2 separate regions of the Mus musculus genome follow, and region 1 is linked to region 2. A link is a contact called in public Hi-C data. All regions are on one chromosome and are shown on one strand. Each heading gives the region's core, a stretch centred on a gene start, on an enhancer-like site or on the middle of the called end of the contact. The rest is flanking DNA. Distances are from core to core; before and after follow the strand shown. Region 1 overlaps Kcnb1 (potassium voltage gated channel, Shab-related subfamily, member 1). Region 2 overlaps Ptgis (prostaglandin I2 (prostacyclin) synthase).

The links. A called contact is a pair of places that touch in the nucleus more often than the background predicts.
Region 1: a Hi-C map of bone marrow-derived macrophages shows a contact between it and region 2, with 48 read pairs. The contact joins two enhancer-like sites. A contact is called at or near these places in 3 of 39 promoter capture datasets (3T3-L1-derived adipocytes, cranial neural crest and trophoblast stem cells), 3 of 15 datasets of contacts at CTCF or cohesin (CD8 T cells, embryonic stem cells and large pre-B cells), 1 of 484 Hi-C or Micro-C datasets (bone marrow-derived macrophages), 3 of 115 datasets of contacts at active chromatin or transcription factors (embryonic stem cells and heart atrium) and 1 of 9 other capture datasets (embryonic stem cells).

What each region holds. Positions count from the first base shown.
Region 1 is chr2:167,144,432-167,147,494 of GRCm38.p6, reverse strand. The region is part of intron 1 of Kcnb1 (potassium voltage gated channel, Shab-related subfamily, member 1); the gene reads left to right. Among named protein-coding and RNA genes, the nearest start is that of Gm52568, 17 kb to the right of the region's middle. Within about 2 kb of position 1,379, at least 46 of the 459 cell types and tissues checked have an H3K27ac peak or open chromatin away from gene starts, as enhancers often do. A contact at or near this core is called in bone marrow-derived macrophages, where this site is marked.
Region 2 is chr2:167,223,704-167,226,601 of GRCm38.p6, reverse strand. It overlaps Ptgis (prostaglandin I2 (prostacyclin) synthase), which reads left to right. Exons shown (of 10, transcript NM_008968.4): 3 at 1,148-1,326; 4 at 2,474-2,617. Among named protein-coding and RNA genes, the nearest start is that of Gm52569, 3.8 kb to the right of the region's middle. Within about 2 kb of position 1,476, at least 12 of the 459 cell types and tissues checked have an H3K27ac peak or open chromatin away from gene starts, as enhancers often do. A contact at or near this core is called in bone marrow-derived macrophages, where this site is marked.

The DNA.
Region 1 (3,063 bases), core at 130-2,629, 79 kb after region 2:
AAGCAAAAGCAAATGGGGTGGGAATGCCCAGGGAGGGGGTTCAAAGTCCTGGGGTGGGAATAGCCAGGGTGAGGGTCAAAGGCCCTGGAGTGAGAATGCCCAGGGTGGGGTCAAAGGTCCTGGGGTGAGAATCCTCAGGGTGGGGATCAAAGACCTGGGGTGGGAAAGCCCAGGGTCAAGTCATATTTTCTTTATGCTCTGATCACCCTGTCCTGTCTCAGGAAACACAGGTCCTGTCTGGAAACTGGAGTTATCCAGGTGGTTCGACACACCTACATCTTTCCCTATTCTGGCCCCACTGCAGCCCCACAGAGTCCCAGCCCTGCCCACTCCCTTATCATTGGTCAGGGGCAAATGATGTTGCTCCAGTCTCAGTTTCCCCATCTTCCCCATGAAGATAATGTCCTCAGAAGGTGGCAGTGAGCATCAGAGGACTAAGACACACACACACACACACACACACACACACACACACAGTGCTGACGTCAGCACCCCACGAGTGCCTGCTAAATTTATTGTCTTGTTTATTTTATTTTTACCTTTGGTCTGCTTTTTGAAATTGGGGGTGCAGTGTTATGCCCGGCATAAATTGGAGGTAGGAGTCATTCTTTTTGGCTAAAATTGGAGAGAGAGAGGGAGGGAAGGAGAGAGAGACGGGGGAGGGGAGGGGTGCCCTCACTCTCACCTTGAGCTGACACAGGACCCACTCTGGGGAAAGCCCCACATTTTATTTGAGTCTTTGCTTTGCACATTTTGTTTGCTTGAAGTCCTTGACTTGATCAAGGACCCGCCTATATGTGCGGTCAGCTCTGCCAATCATGTCTGCCCTGGCTAACAAGGAGCAGGTGGTCCCATCAGTCAGTTCTCATATTCGGTCCCTTTCAGAGGGAATTCAGAAACTCTGTCTTGATCTGTCTGATTTAATCGAGCCAGTTCTAGAGCACCATGAAGAGTGGAAATCCTTTTGAAGCACAGGAGAGCCAGGGCAAAGGGGTCTGGGGCTAGGCAGTTCATTTAAATGGGGTGCAAGGCCACAATCTGCCCATGGCCCAGGATCCTGGAGCCTCCTGGAAAGGGAGAGTGTGAGCTCCCTGCTTTGGGTCCTTAGCATGTGTCCCCCTGGTCAGCACACGTTACAGGAGATGAAACTCCTTCCTTGTGAATGGTAGGCAAAGCTAATTGCTTAGGCTCTCTGGTGGGTAAAGAGAGAAGGGAAAGATGGAAGAAGGGGATTGGCCAAAAGGCAGTAGGTGACTATGTAAGCTCTCTGAACTCTTGTCTTCTTTCATAAAAAATGATCAGCCCTGCTGCCTGAGGCTGCTTAGCTGTCAGGATCAAACCACGTGGGAGATGACACCATTTTAAAACTAGGAAGTGGGGGGACTGGAGAGATGGCTCAGTGGTTAAAAGCACTGACCCGGGTCCAGTTTCCGGTGTCTGTGTGACAGCTCACAACTGTCTGTAACTTCTGTATCTGACACCCTCACACAGACATACAAGCAGGCAAAACACCAATGCACGTAAAATAAAAATAAATAAATTCACAGGAAGTCATGCGAGCCCTAGGGCTCTGTATGCACTGGGCTGAAGTCCACCTTGGAGGAGGCTGGAGAAAAGGAAGGGAGGAGGGAGAGCCAGGTCCCATTGAGACAATGGGCAGAGCCAGGCATGGTGGTGTCTGCCAACACTTCGGAGGCTGAGGCAGGGGGATAGAGATCTGAGGCCATCCTGGACTACATAGTGAGAGACCTTATCTCAGATAAACAAGCACATGAGGAAACAAATCTGGGACTGGGGAGATGGCTCAGTGGGTGGAGCTGGGGAGATGGCGCAGTGGGTAGAGCACTTGTGCAAACTTGAGGTCTTGAGTTCATATGTGCAGAACTACCTTAAAGCCAGACTCAGTAGCATGGTCCCAGCATTCCAGTGTGGAGGCAGAAGTAGGAGAATCTCCGGAAACTCAAAGGTTGGACACTGAGGACACACACACACAGAAAAGATAAAATGATGACGATAGGCATGGTGGCACACATGTGAACTCAGTGCTCTTGGGAGGCTGAGGCAGGAGGATTGCCACAAGTTCACTGCCAGCCTGGGCTATAGTGTAAGTAAGCTTGAGGTTAGCTTTGACTGCAGAATGAGACCCTGTCGCCAAGCAGGACCCCATGGGTTGAGCCGCAGCGCCCAAGCTCTCGCTGCTGCCCCCATCTCTGTCCCTGCTGTGGCCTCTCCTCCCACAGAAACGTTCACGTTCCTCCCCCCCACCCCCAAACTCCTCAAATGTTATGACATCCGTTCCAATACCCACACACCCAACACTCCCCTCTCCTGCATCCATCAGCTAAGCCGCACCTTGGACCTTCCCTGGCCACGATTCTTGCCTTCTATCCTGGGCAGGCTCCACCCAGCCTGCTGATTCGGGGAGCTGTCACCTGCTGTCACCTTTTCCTGCCACTAATGTGACTATTTACTCCCAAGAAAATGCCCTTAATTTACAAGGCATTAGTTCTAATGCTGGATGATTAGGGTCATTAATATTCATGGATGGCCCTCCAGGGGGGACCTGGGTGTTAATTAGCATTCTTATGCCTCCGTTCTCAATGAGGCTGCTGGTGGCTGCTGCCTCTGCTTCAGCCTCTTCCACTTCAAAGGGAAGCCTTGCCCCGGCCTTTCCTCTTTCACTCAGATCTCCATTCTGACAGCTGTCTGAAAGCCGCCCCCACTCCCTGAGCTGAAGGGGTCCAAGGTGTCAGGGAGGCTGGAAACCTGCAACTACTGGGGTGCCCTAGGGTCTGTCTGGAGCAGAGGAGGGAAGGGAGGCGGCAGGAATGTGTATGTGCCCCAAAAACAGAGCTCCATCTCAGACACCCACGCCTTCCTCCATCTCTAGTCAAAAATGTTCTAGTGTTTTTATGTAAGGTGGAATCTAAGCCAGCCATCCCAACACCCCAGCCTTGGGTCTGCTCAACAAACAGAGCTGTGCGAGGTGTCTGTTTTTGGGGACCCGGATTGGAGAATACATATCTCATTCCTCCTTTCATACCCTCTGGGCTTGGGGTGCCA
Region 2 (2,898 bases), core at 227-2,726:
ACCCATCCACCCACCCATCCACCCACTTACCCACCCAGTCATCCACTCACTACTAACCCATCACCCATCCATCTACTTATCCACCCACCTACCTACCCATCCACCCACCCATCTACCCATTCACCCACCTATCCATCCATACATTCACCTACCCACCCACACATGCACCCACCCATCAACCCATAGACACACCTACCCACGCACCCACCCATACATCTCCCTACTCACCTACTCTCTCATCCATCACCCATCTATGTCTTCAGGACTGTTCAATCACACCTTGTTCTTGAGTGCTTCCAGCTCCTGGGCCTCCAGTGTTCACGCTTCAGGCTGTTGTTTGGTCTACTTAGCATCTTGTCACCCATGTCCCCAACATTTTAACCTGCAGCCACGTATCTAACAGATCTGTCAATGTGTCCTTCTGTTCCCCACCTGACACTCTCCACCTAACACCTCCCTTCCCTTCCTTCCTTCCTCTTGCCTACCTATTTTCCACCTAGCTACCCAGCCATCTTTCCTTCAGTTTATGTCTTCTTCCTCCATCTTTATCCATGCACCCAACTCATTTACGGTCAGTGCTGGCATTTACCCGTCCACCTCCTCACCCATCCTTCATCTACTCCAGCCGCACTCTCACCTACAGTCTACTGGCATTTACCCAGCAATGTCTGTCCATCTGCTCATCCTTTTCCTTGTGGTACAGGGGATCGAACTCAGGACATCATGCATGCTAGGCAAGGACCACATCATTTTTCACTTTCGTACCCCAGCCCCCTTCTCCCTTCTTATCTGGAGACAGGATATTACTATTTTTACCTGGCTTGGCCTTGAACTCTCTGTAATTCAGTCAGCCCTCGAACCCGGCATCCTTCTGCCTCAGGCTTTCTGTGATTATAGGCCTGGCTACAACCTTTGCTTTTAGAAGGTTTTGACCAGTCTTAGCTCTGATATGTTTCAGCAAGGAGTTTTGGGGCATGTTGTCCATGTCCCAGCCTAAATTTTGCAGTGGTAGATGGGTGAGTGGCAGATCCTAGCTCAAAGGATGGGAGGGGTGAGCCAGTCTGCTGCTGGCCAGTGCCTGTTGTGCCCATGCTTCCTGACAGAATCCTGAATGCAGAGGGCTGCCATTCACCCACTCCTCCAACAGGTGCTGGTGGGGGGCAGATACGTCACTGTTCTCCTGGACCCACACTCTTACGACACAGTGGTGTGGGAGCTGCGTACACGGCTGGACTTCCATCCCTATGCCATCTTCCTCATGGAGAGGATTTTTGATCTGCAGCTTCCAAATTTCAACCCCAGTGAGGAGAAGGCCAGGATGAAGCCGTGAGTGCTGAGATGGGCCTGTGGGCGGGCCTGGGTAGGGGCTTCAACCCCACATCCTGCTGTCCTTGGCCCCTGTCATAGTCATGGTTACTATTGCTGCAATAAAATACCATGACCGAAAGCAAGTTTCGAAGGGAAGTGTTTGTTTGGCCGTATACTTCCACATTGCTCTTCGTCACTGAAGGAAGTCAGGACATGACCTCAAACAGGGCAGAACCCTGGAGGCAGGAGCTGATGCAGAGGCCGTGGAGGGATACTGCTTTCTGGCTTGCTTCCTATGGCTTGCTCAGCCTGCTTTTTCATAGAACCCAGGGCCATCAGCCCAGGGTAGCACCACCCACAATGCGCTGTGTCCTCCCCGATCAATCGCTAATTAAGAAAATTGCCCTACAGGCTTGCTTACAGCTGGATCTTATGGAGACATTTTCTTAGTCACAGTTCCCTCCTCTCCGATGACTTAGCCTGGGTCAAGTTGCTGTATAACTCTCCTGCCCAGCCCTGAGGCCACTGTCTAGGAGAGACGATTAAGAAACCATTGCAACTAGACTCGCTGCCTGGCTCACACCTGCCGATTTGTGTTGCCACACTAGGTTCCACGGGCACTTAGACACTCCAGTAACTCACTGCTGTTGGTGGCTTCGATGGAGCCTTACATGTCGACAGACCACCTCTGACCCTTGGCTCTGAGCAGCTCACCAGGCTTAGGTCAGCATGACGGCGGTCCAGGACCCCCCTCACCCTGGCCCCATGCATCCCAGGTCCACATGGGGAGACTGGGTCAGCAGCCCAGTCTTTGTCCCATGCCTGTCCATCTGGAATTGTATTACCAGCCCTCTGCTGGATTTCACAGAGGAGGCGCTGACTTCATAGTTGTCTAGAAGCCTGTGGGTTCCTTGTCCAAGTCTGCGCACCAGGCAAGGACAGACTGTCTTGGCCAGGAGCTCATGATGTAGGGTGAGGCCATCCAGTATTGGAGCCTCAGCTGTGCCCTTCCCTGCCTATGTTGCCTTGTCCTGACACTGCTCTTTGTATGCGAGTTTCTCCACTATAAAACTGTCCCAGTGGTAACTGTTATTCCTTCGGCGTGCATGCGATCTTTTTTGAGTATATTAAGTGGCAAATACCTATCTTCTGTGGCTGGTCGCAGGACGCTCATGCACAGAGACCTGCAGGCGCTCACAGAAGCCATGTATACCAACCTTCGCACGGTCCTGCTGGGTGACTCCACAGAAGCAGGCAGTGGCTGGCAGGAGACAGGTCTCCTTGAGTTCTCCTACAACGCCCTGCTCAGGTGAGCCCACAATCTTGTCATGGCTGAGGGAACTGGGGGCTACCCTGTGGGTGGGGACACTGTGGGAGATGCTCAAAGGAGGGAGGTGGTTCAGGTGGAACCCCGAATTCACTTCACACAACTTGAGCTATAAACCAGATGTTAACTGTCAAAGGGTGTCGAGTGTCTGAGTGTCCTCCAAAGCGAGAGTCCTTGTCTTAGTCACGGTTTCCATTCCTGCACAAAGCATCATGACCAAGAAGCAAGTTGGGGAGGAAAAGGTTTATTCAGCTTACACTTCC